2 separate regions of the Pan troglodytes genome follow, and region 1 is linked to region 2. A link is a contact called in public Hi-C data. All regions are on one chromosome and are shown on one strand. The core of a region is the stretch at or near the end of the contact, and the rest is flanking DNA. Distances in the headings are between cores, read along the strand shown.

Region 1 (3,881 bases), core at 1,347-3,846, 390 kb after region 2:
AGAGACAGGGTTTCACCATGGGGGCCAGGCTGGTCTCAAACTCCTGACCTCGTGATCCGCCCATCTCGGCTTCCCAAAGTCCTGGGATTACAGGTGTGAGCCACTACACCCAGCTCAAATAATTTTTTTAAAGTATATTTTCCAGTTTTGTTTTGTATGGCACTGACTCTGTCACTGTGAATTCCATTTTACCCAAAACATTGACACTTCCACACATATTTATGAATCAAAATTGAAAGATAATTGCATTAATAGGTACTTTTATTTTTTTCTTCTTTTGTTTTGTTTTGTTTTGTTTTTTTAAGACGGAGTTGCTCTGTCACCCAGGCTGCAGTGCAGCGTCGCGATCTTGGCTCACTGCAGCATTCACCTCCTGAGTTCAAGCGATTCTCATGCCTCAGCCTCCTGAGTAGCTAAGATTACAGGCATGGACCACCACGCCTGGTTAATTTTTGTATTTTTAGTAGAGATGGGGTTTCACCATGTTGGCCGGGCTGGTTTTGAATTCCTGACCTTAAGTGATCTGCCCGCCTTGGCCTCCCAAAGTGCTGGGATTACAGGCGTGAGTCACTGCACCCGGCCGACTTTTGCAAAGGAAATTCTTTGAATCTGAAGTGTCTTGCAAGGTAGAGGCTATTGCAACCATTTCAACTAGTGTGTCAACAGTCTTCTCTAAGGTGGGCTAGAAAAATGGTTTCATATTCAAATTATAACTCTGAAAAACAATTGATGGTAATAAAGAGATTCCACAATCAGACAGAACTAAGAGAAACAATTAGTTTTGGTAGAGTTCTGTGGTAATCACAGTTAGAAGTTTATCCTGGGTAGCTGAAATATAACTAACTTCAGACTCCAGGTCTGTCGGTGGCTTGTGCCAATCACCACAACACTTTGAGGGGCCAAGGCCGGAGGATCGCTTGAGCCCAGGAGTTCAAGGCTGCAGTGAGCTATGATCACACCACTGCACTCCAGCCTGGGCAACACAGCTCTTGTTTTTTAACAAGACATTGTTACTTAAAAAAAGACTGCCCTGATGAAACAATTCTACCATGAACACTGATGTTGTTCTGTGGACTACTTCAGGAAGATGGACTAAGACCATCATTAAATAGTTCCAACCAGTTTCTGGGTAATTTTATTTTTAATTTTTTGTTATGAGGGTCTTGCTATGTTGCCCAGCCTGGGCTCAAATGATCCTCCCACCTCGGCCTCTCAAAGTGCTGGGTTTACAGGTGTCACACCGCGACAGCCAAGGGTAACTTTTTTTTATTTTTATTTTTGAGATGGAGTCTCGAACTGTCGCCCCGGCTGGAGTGCAATGGCGCGATCTCGGCTCACTGCAACCTCCGCCTCCAGGATTCAAGCGATTCTCCTGCCTCAGCCTCCCGAGTAGCTGAGATTACAGGCGCCCACCACCACGCCCGGCTAATTTTTTGTATTTTTAGTAAAGACGGGGTTTCACTATGTTGGCCAGGCTGGTCTCGAACTCCTGACCTCGTGATCCGCCTGCCTCAGCCTCCCAAAGTGCTGGGATTACAGGCGTGAGCCACCGCGCCCGGCCAAGGGTAACTTTTTAAGAGCTGCCCTACAGCTCATTACCTCCTTCTCAAGGAGCATGAGTGTCAAACCACCTCCAGCAAAGTAGATGTAGTCTTTTACAGATTTGGAAAGAAGGATTTAGGAGGAAAGGGAAGTCGTTCGGAATGAAGGATTTCCTCCTCTGACGCCCAGCCGTCCCCCGTTAAGCCTAAAGGTGCCAGACCTCAAGACTCTTCTAGAAAGAGATTTTTCCTTTCCAAGGTGAATCCATCTGTTCCGAAGGTCAGAAGCTATTTTACCGAAGTTTTCCGTTCCACTGAAAAAATTAAGGGTCAATCAAAGCTCCTTGCCCCAAACCTGAATATGAGCTTGCCTCGGGTCATATTCGACTCTAAAGACTCCACCACACCATCTTGGACTCCCCTATATCTAGGACAAAAAGGGACCAGTTTCTCAGGGGCTCCTTGCGGGGAGCTTACCGCGCCCTCACTGTCCGCCGGCCCGAGTGCTACCGGAGATCACCAGCGGCCCGGACGCCAGCGAGTGGAACATCTCGGTCGCACTCTCATTGGTTCCAGGGGGCCGGAAGTGCGTGCGTCCAGCGGAAGTGCTCCCCCGGCGCGGTCCGCCAGGCCAGGGCCCTCAGGTAGGCGGGGCCCCTGGCCCTAAACTCTGGGACTGGCGGGCGGTCAGGCGGCACAGGGGGGATCCCGGGGGCCTAAGGAGGTTGTCCCAGTTTTTGTCAGGGAGGCCCGGAAGGAGTTTCGGGGACCGTGGGTTTACGGCTACCTCTGGTGGCAATTGGGGCCTGTTGGAGCCCGGCCGCCGCGGGACCTACGTGCCGGACTTCAAGTTCCCGCGTGGGGTGGGATTTGCTGCGGTGGCCGGAGCTGATTCTTCACCCAGTCCTGTTGGTTCTGGGCCAAACCCTCCTCACTTTCAAGAAAGAGGCGTGCTCTCCGCCCTTACCTTTTCCAAGCCTCTGGGTTTGACGCCATCCCTCAAGGCGTGTCCGGATGCGGGATTGTCCTCAAAGACCCTCTCGGCCTCGCTAGGAAGAAACTCAGAAAGGCTGCGGTAGGCGCAGTCGAGGGGGAAAGTGCCCCCGTCCTTGATGTCTCAGGCTGCTCAAGTGGAAGTTACCTGGACTGCCTTAGGGCAAGTTTATATATAGCAAATACAATTACTTGTTAATGGTTTCCTTTTTTCCAGCATCTCCACCCCGAGGTGGTTTGAACTTTGAGCCTTTTGTAGTCCTGATGAATAATTTCATTTTCCTGAAGTTTATGACACTCGGAACGTCAAGAACTGGAGGTTTGTGCAATTTGAGACCGGTCGGCACTGTGCAGAGATCAGAGTACTAAGAGACAGGTGAGCATGAATGAGGACCCTCCGCTCCAGATACAGTGTCTGAGAGCGGTTTCTGTAGTTTCGTAAAAGTGCACCACATTTAGTGACTACTAGGTGGTGCCAACGAGTTTATCTTTCGGGGATAAATCTCAACTAATGTAGTACCAGGTTAAGGCTTTTAAAATGCACCCATTTTTACTGAAATGTATTCAGAATAGCTTTAGCTCCTTAAAATATGTTGAGCCTTTATATACGTGACCAAATTATCGACGTTCTATTCTGTATTAGGTACTGAGAAAGCTGAGAGAGGAATCAGACTCATATTCTGTTCTCCAGAGTTTAGTCAGAGGAGATAACGTATTATAATAAAATCATATATAATTAAAGGCAGAAATAAGTGCTAAATAGAGAATAAGATTTGAGCTGGGCGCGGTGACTCACGCCTGTAATCCCATCACTTTGGAAGACTGAGGCAAGTGGATCACCAGAGGTCAGAAGTTCGAGACTCGCCTGGACAACATGGTGAAACCCCATCTCTACTAAAAATACAAAAATTAGCCAGATGTGGTGACGCATGCCTGTAGTCCCAGCTACTGGAGAGGCTGAGGCACGAGAATTGCTTGAACCCAGGAGGCTGAGGTTGCAGTGAGCCGAGATCGCGCCACTGCACTCCAGCCTGGACGACAGAGCGAGACTCCGTCTCAAAAAAAATTAAAAAAAAAAGATTTGAATGCTAAAGAAGAAGCAATCAATTCTCATTATTCATCTACCAGTTGTTTATTCGGCACTTTTTGTCTGTCCAAGATTGTGCTGGATGCTGGTGTATAAAGAAAAGGTAAAGGCCGGGTGCGGTGGCTCACGCCTGTAATCCCAGCACTTTGGGAGGCCGGGGCAGGCAGATCACGAGGGCAAGAGATCGAGACCATCCTGGCCAATATGGTGAAACCCGTCTCTCCTAAAAATACAAAAATTAGCTGGGCGTGGTAGTGCGT
Region 2 (3,577 bases), core at 605-3,104:
ACAGACATGCACCACCATGCCTGGCTAATTTAAAACAATTTTTTGTAGAGACAGTATCTCACTATGTTTCCCAGACTGGTCTTGAACTCATGTGCTGAACTGATCCTTCTGCCTCAGCTCCCAAAGTGCTGGATTACAGGCATGAGCCACTATGCCTGGCCCAATTTTACTGCTGCTGAGTGTCCAGTATCTGCTGGGTATTTTACTATGCAGGCCTCTTGCAACAAAAAACAGGGGATCCCCTATGTTGTTTTTAATTCTAAAGTAACTTTCGCCAGCTTCAGGTATTCAAGATCTTCCATACTTTGCCTCAACTGATCTTGGCCCCTGTTGTCCTTCCCACACTTACTATTCTGGCTCACTCACTCACCTGCTGCTCCTTTCACCTGCTCTCTCCTCAGCTGTGCCGAGGACTGGCCCAGGCTGCAACCCTGCCTGGAAGGCCCTTCCAGCACATCCATGCATGTACTGACTATGGCCTATGTGCCAGGCACAATGCCAAGTTTGACACACCTTTTCTTGCTTATACTACATCCTTCAGGGAGCTTCCTATTCCCTTTCTCCACCCAACTATCCTCCCCAACAAGAAGTAATTTAAAATAGCTTTCCATTAATAGAAATAACTTTCCCTTTCTCCACTCCCACTGCATTTAGTGAATATTTTCTCATGTTCATCTTTGCATGACTGGTGTTTATGTATGCATTTTATTTCCCCTATCATGATTCGAAGCTCACTGGGAGCATCTGAGATTCATCTGCATTCCCCAGTTGTCAGGCACAATCCTTGTGCACAGCAGCTGATCAAAGTTTATCAGATACATGCTTGCTTATATTTATACCAACATGAAAAAGAAGATGGCATATTTTGTGTTTGCTTGTTCCATCTTTGAAGTTCTCCTTTCCTCTCTTACTTTAGATAGCAGACATGGTTAGCAAGAGAATGAGAGACAGTTTCATGTAGTAGTGAATATCCTGAATACCAGAGCTACATTTCTCTGAGCTTAAGTCCTATCTCTGCCTCTTGTAACACTGATGAGTAACTTTATTTTTATTATTACTTTTTTATTTTTTTTGAGATGGGAGTCTCGCTTTCTTGCCCAGGCTGGAGTGCAGTGGCACAATCTCAACTCACTGCAACCCCCCCATCCTGGGTTCAAGCAATTCTCGTGTCTCAGATGGGATTTCACCATGTTGGCCAGGCTGGTCACAAACTCCTGACATCAAGTGATCCACCTGCCTCGGCCTCCCAGAGTGCCGGGACAGGTGTGAGCCACTGTGCCCAGCCTGATGAGTGACTTTAATTGCTCTATGCTTCAGTCATCTCAGCTAACACAGGGATTATCTTAATCTATGGTATAAAGGTAAAGATTAAATTACACAAAAACTCTCAGAACAGTGACTAACACAAAATAAACTCTCAGTGAATATTAGCTATTGTGATGAGGATAATGACTTTGGAATAGAGTTTGAATGAAATTTCACATAAGAGAGGGAAGGGTCTGTTTTCTTACTCCACGTTGGAATACAGTTGTAAAGGGCATTAATGTGTTAATTATACTATCAGTTGCAAGGAAAACAGATCTAAATCTTAATTTAGCTACAGAAGGTATTTGATATTTTTTGTTATTTGCAATCGAGCAACATAAGTATCTTAGGGTTTAAAGGACAATGCATTCACTTTAATAAAACTCTTATTAAGCATGCTTATTTTTCTAGGACAGAAACACTAAAACAACTCATTGCATTCAAACTGATGGAAGATTTTATTGGCAGACGAACCCACATTCACTAGGCCCATTGTAATACAGACAAGAAGGCTTGCTGCTCAGGCCACTGTGGATGACCTCACCACTCTAGCCACGCCCTCTATTGTCTACTCTCCCCCTGCACAGCCAGTGACTTGTACCTCTTCTTATCACCCTTCCTGGGCTGAGAAAGCCAAGGTACCAGAAAAACATATGTTTGGCAAAAAGGTCCATGTCACTTACATTCTGCACATGATAAAAGGCCAGGGGACTTCCTCTGCCATTGTTTTTGAGGGGCTCCGTGGAGAATGCTTCATCATGGCGATGCAAAAAGCTTCATAAAAAAAATAAAAAGACTCGTGAACAATGCATTAAACGGTTTTATCAGAATCTGTTTCAAGAGCCCAATGTGGATCCTATAGAAAGAAGCATTCCACTTAAGCAGATTCTTTAAGTTATTTACATTCCTTGTCAAGAACCTTTTCCATATTGCACAGAGGGCATTTTAGATTTTATTTCAAAAATGACTGAAAAATTAACTGACCCTGATCACTTAGCTATATGGAGGTATATGCAAGAATGCTTTAGAGAGAGTGAAGAAGTACATTCAATTAACTCCTCTTCCTTTGTAAAAGCTTTTTACTAAAAATAAAAACAATGTCATTTTGTACAGACAAAATTTAGCAGACTCAAGCTTCCACAGTTAGTGCGAGAGCCTGTGGATGGCATAGTTACCTAAGAGTCTGTTGTGGATTCAAATGTCACCTCTTCCAGGCAGCCTTTCCTGACTTACCCTGACAGTTTTGTGTTCCCACATTACTAGTAATGTTTTTTTCCTTAATAGCAATGATTTCACTGTAATAATGTATTTATATGCCTCTCTCCCCCAGACAGCAAGCGTTTTCCCACAGGTCTCGACACACGGAAGATACTCTGGAAAGATTTGTTAAAACAATGGGCTATATTTAGTTATTTTCACAGATAGTGAGATGTTATCGTTTTCTCTCTCTCTCTCCCTATTATTAGTCTGAAATAAAAAGAACTGCACAGTTAAAGAGGACCCAACACAAAGATTTACTGCCAGATAGAAAAATCCATCAGAAGGACACCCCTTCCATCAAGAAAAAATGGAGAAAAAGAAACTATTTTCAATTGGGGGGACAGACAGACTGGTAGTATGAACTTGTTGTCTTCCAAATTAGTTCACCCGTCTGAGAACACTAGCATGCTTTTGCCAAGTGCTCCAAATCCCTGATTCCTGTATTGCTGGCACTGCAGCACTCTTGGGGTTCCCTGACGACAGGTGAACTCATTCACAGTGCTCTGCAGCCATACCTTCCCGGCACAGGCCAGAGGAGCGACTATAAAAACACAGGACGCCTTTGAGGCTGCTTTCAACAGAAGCAACATGCCCTTTTCCCCAGAGCTAACACCAGGTAGAGATGCTGCTCTTTTTAGGAGATTGTAGGACAAAGGTCAGCTCACTATTATTTGTCACTTCAGACATCAGTTAACCAAATAGATGTTTTCCATAAAACGTATCAGTTGCCTGATTAGAATAATAGCAACAGTTCCAAAAAACAGATTCATCTGGTGAACACTATCCTGCCCTAAGTTTGAGGGTATGAGTGAAAACACATTAAATAGGTGAAATCAATGCTCAATGGGTAATATTCCAACAACTATGACTTGTAGCAAATGATATTAGTGGCTTACTATATAGTGATCACATTTAATTTAAATCACATTTGACTCAATTTTCTGTGATAAAACCTATACAAAAGCTTTATAAACTGCACTAGGACCCATGGGACGGCCAAGGCACATTCTGA

The links. A called contact is a pair of places that touch in the nucleus more often than the background predicts.
Region 1: a Hi-C map of stem cell-derived neural progenitor cells shows a contact between it and region 2, with 2.9 times the contacts expected there. The contact joins the promoter of NMNAT1 here to the enhancer-like site in region 2. A contact is called at or near these places in 1 of 7 Hi-C or Micro-C datasets (stem cell-derived neural progenitor cells) and 1 of 1 datasets of contacts at active chromatin or transcription factors (stem cell-derived excitatory neurons).

What each region holds. Positions count from the first base shown.
Region 1 is chr1:222,046,103-222,049,983 of NHGRI_mPanTro3-v2.0_pri, forward strand. NMNAT1 (nicotinamide nucleotide adenylyltransferase 1) reads right to left here and starts at 2,597. Exons shown (of 5, transcript XM_016953779.4): 1 at 2,509-2,597. LZIC (leucine zipper and CTNNBIP1 domain containing) reads left to right here and starts at 2,737. Exons shown (of 7, transcript XM_001161245.6): 1 at 2,737-2,910.
Region 2 is chr1:221,657,322-221,660,898 of NHGRI_mPanTro3-v2.0_pri, forward strand. KIF1B (kinesin family member 1B) reads right to left here. Exons shown (of 47, transcript NM_001374455.1): 30 at 1,989-2,079. Among named protein-coding and RNA genes, the nearest start is that of PGD, 60 kb to the left of the region's middle. Within about 2 kb of position 1,855, at least 8 of the 24 cell types and tissues checked have an H3K27ac peak or open chromatin away from gene starts, as enhancers often do. A contact at or near this core is called in stem cell-derived neural progenitor cells, where this site is marked.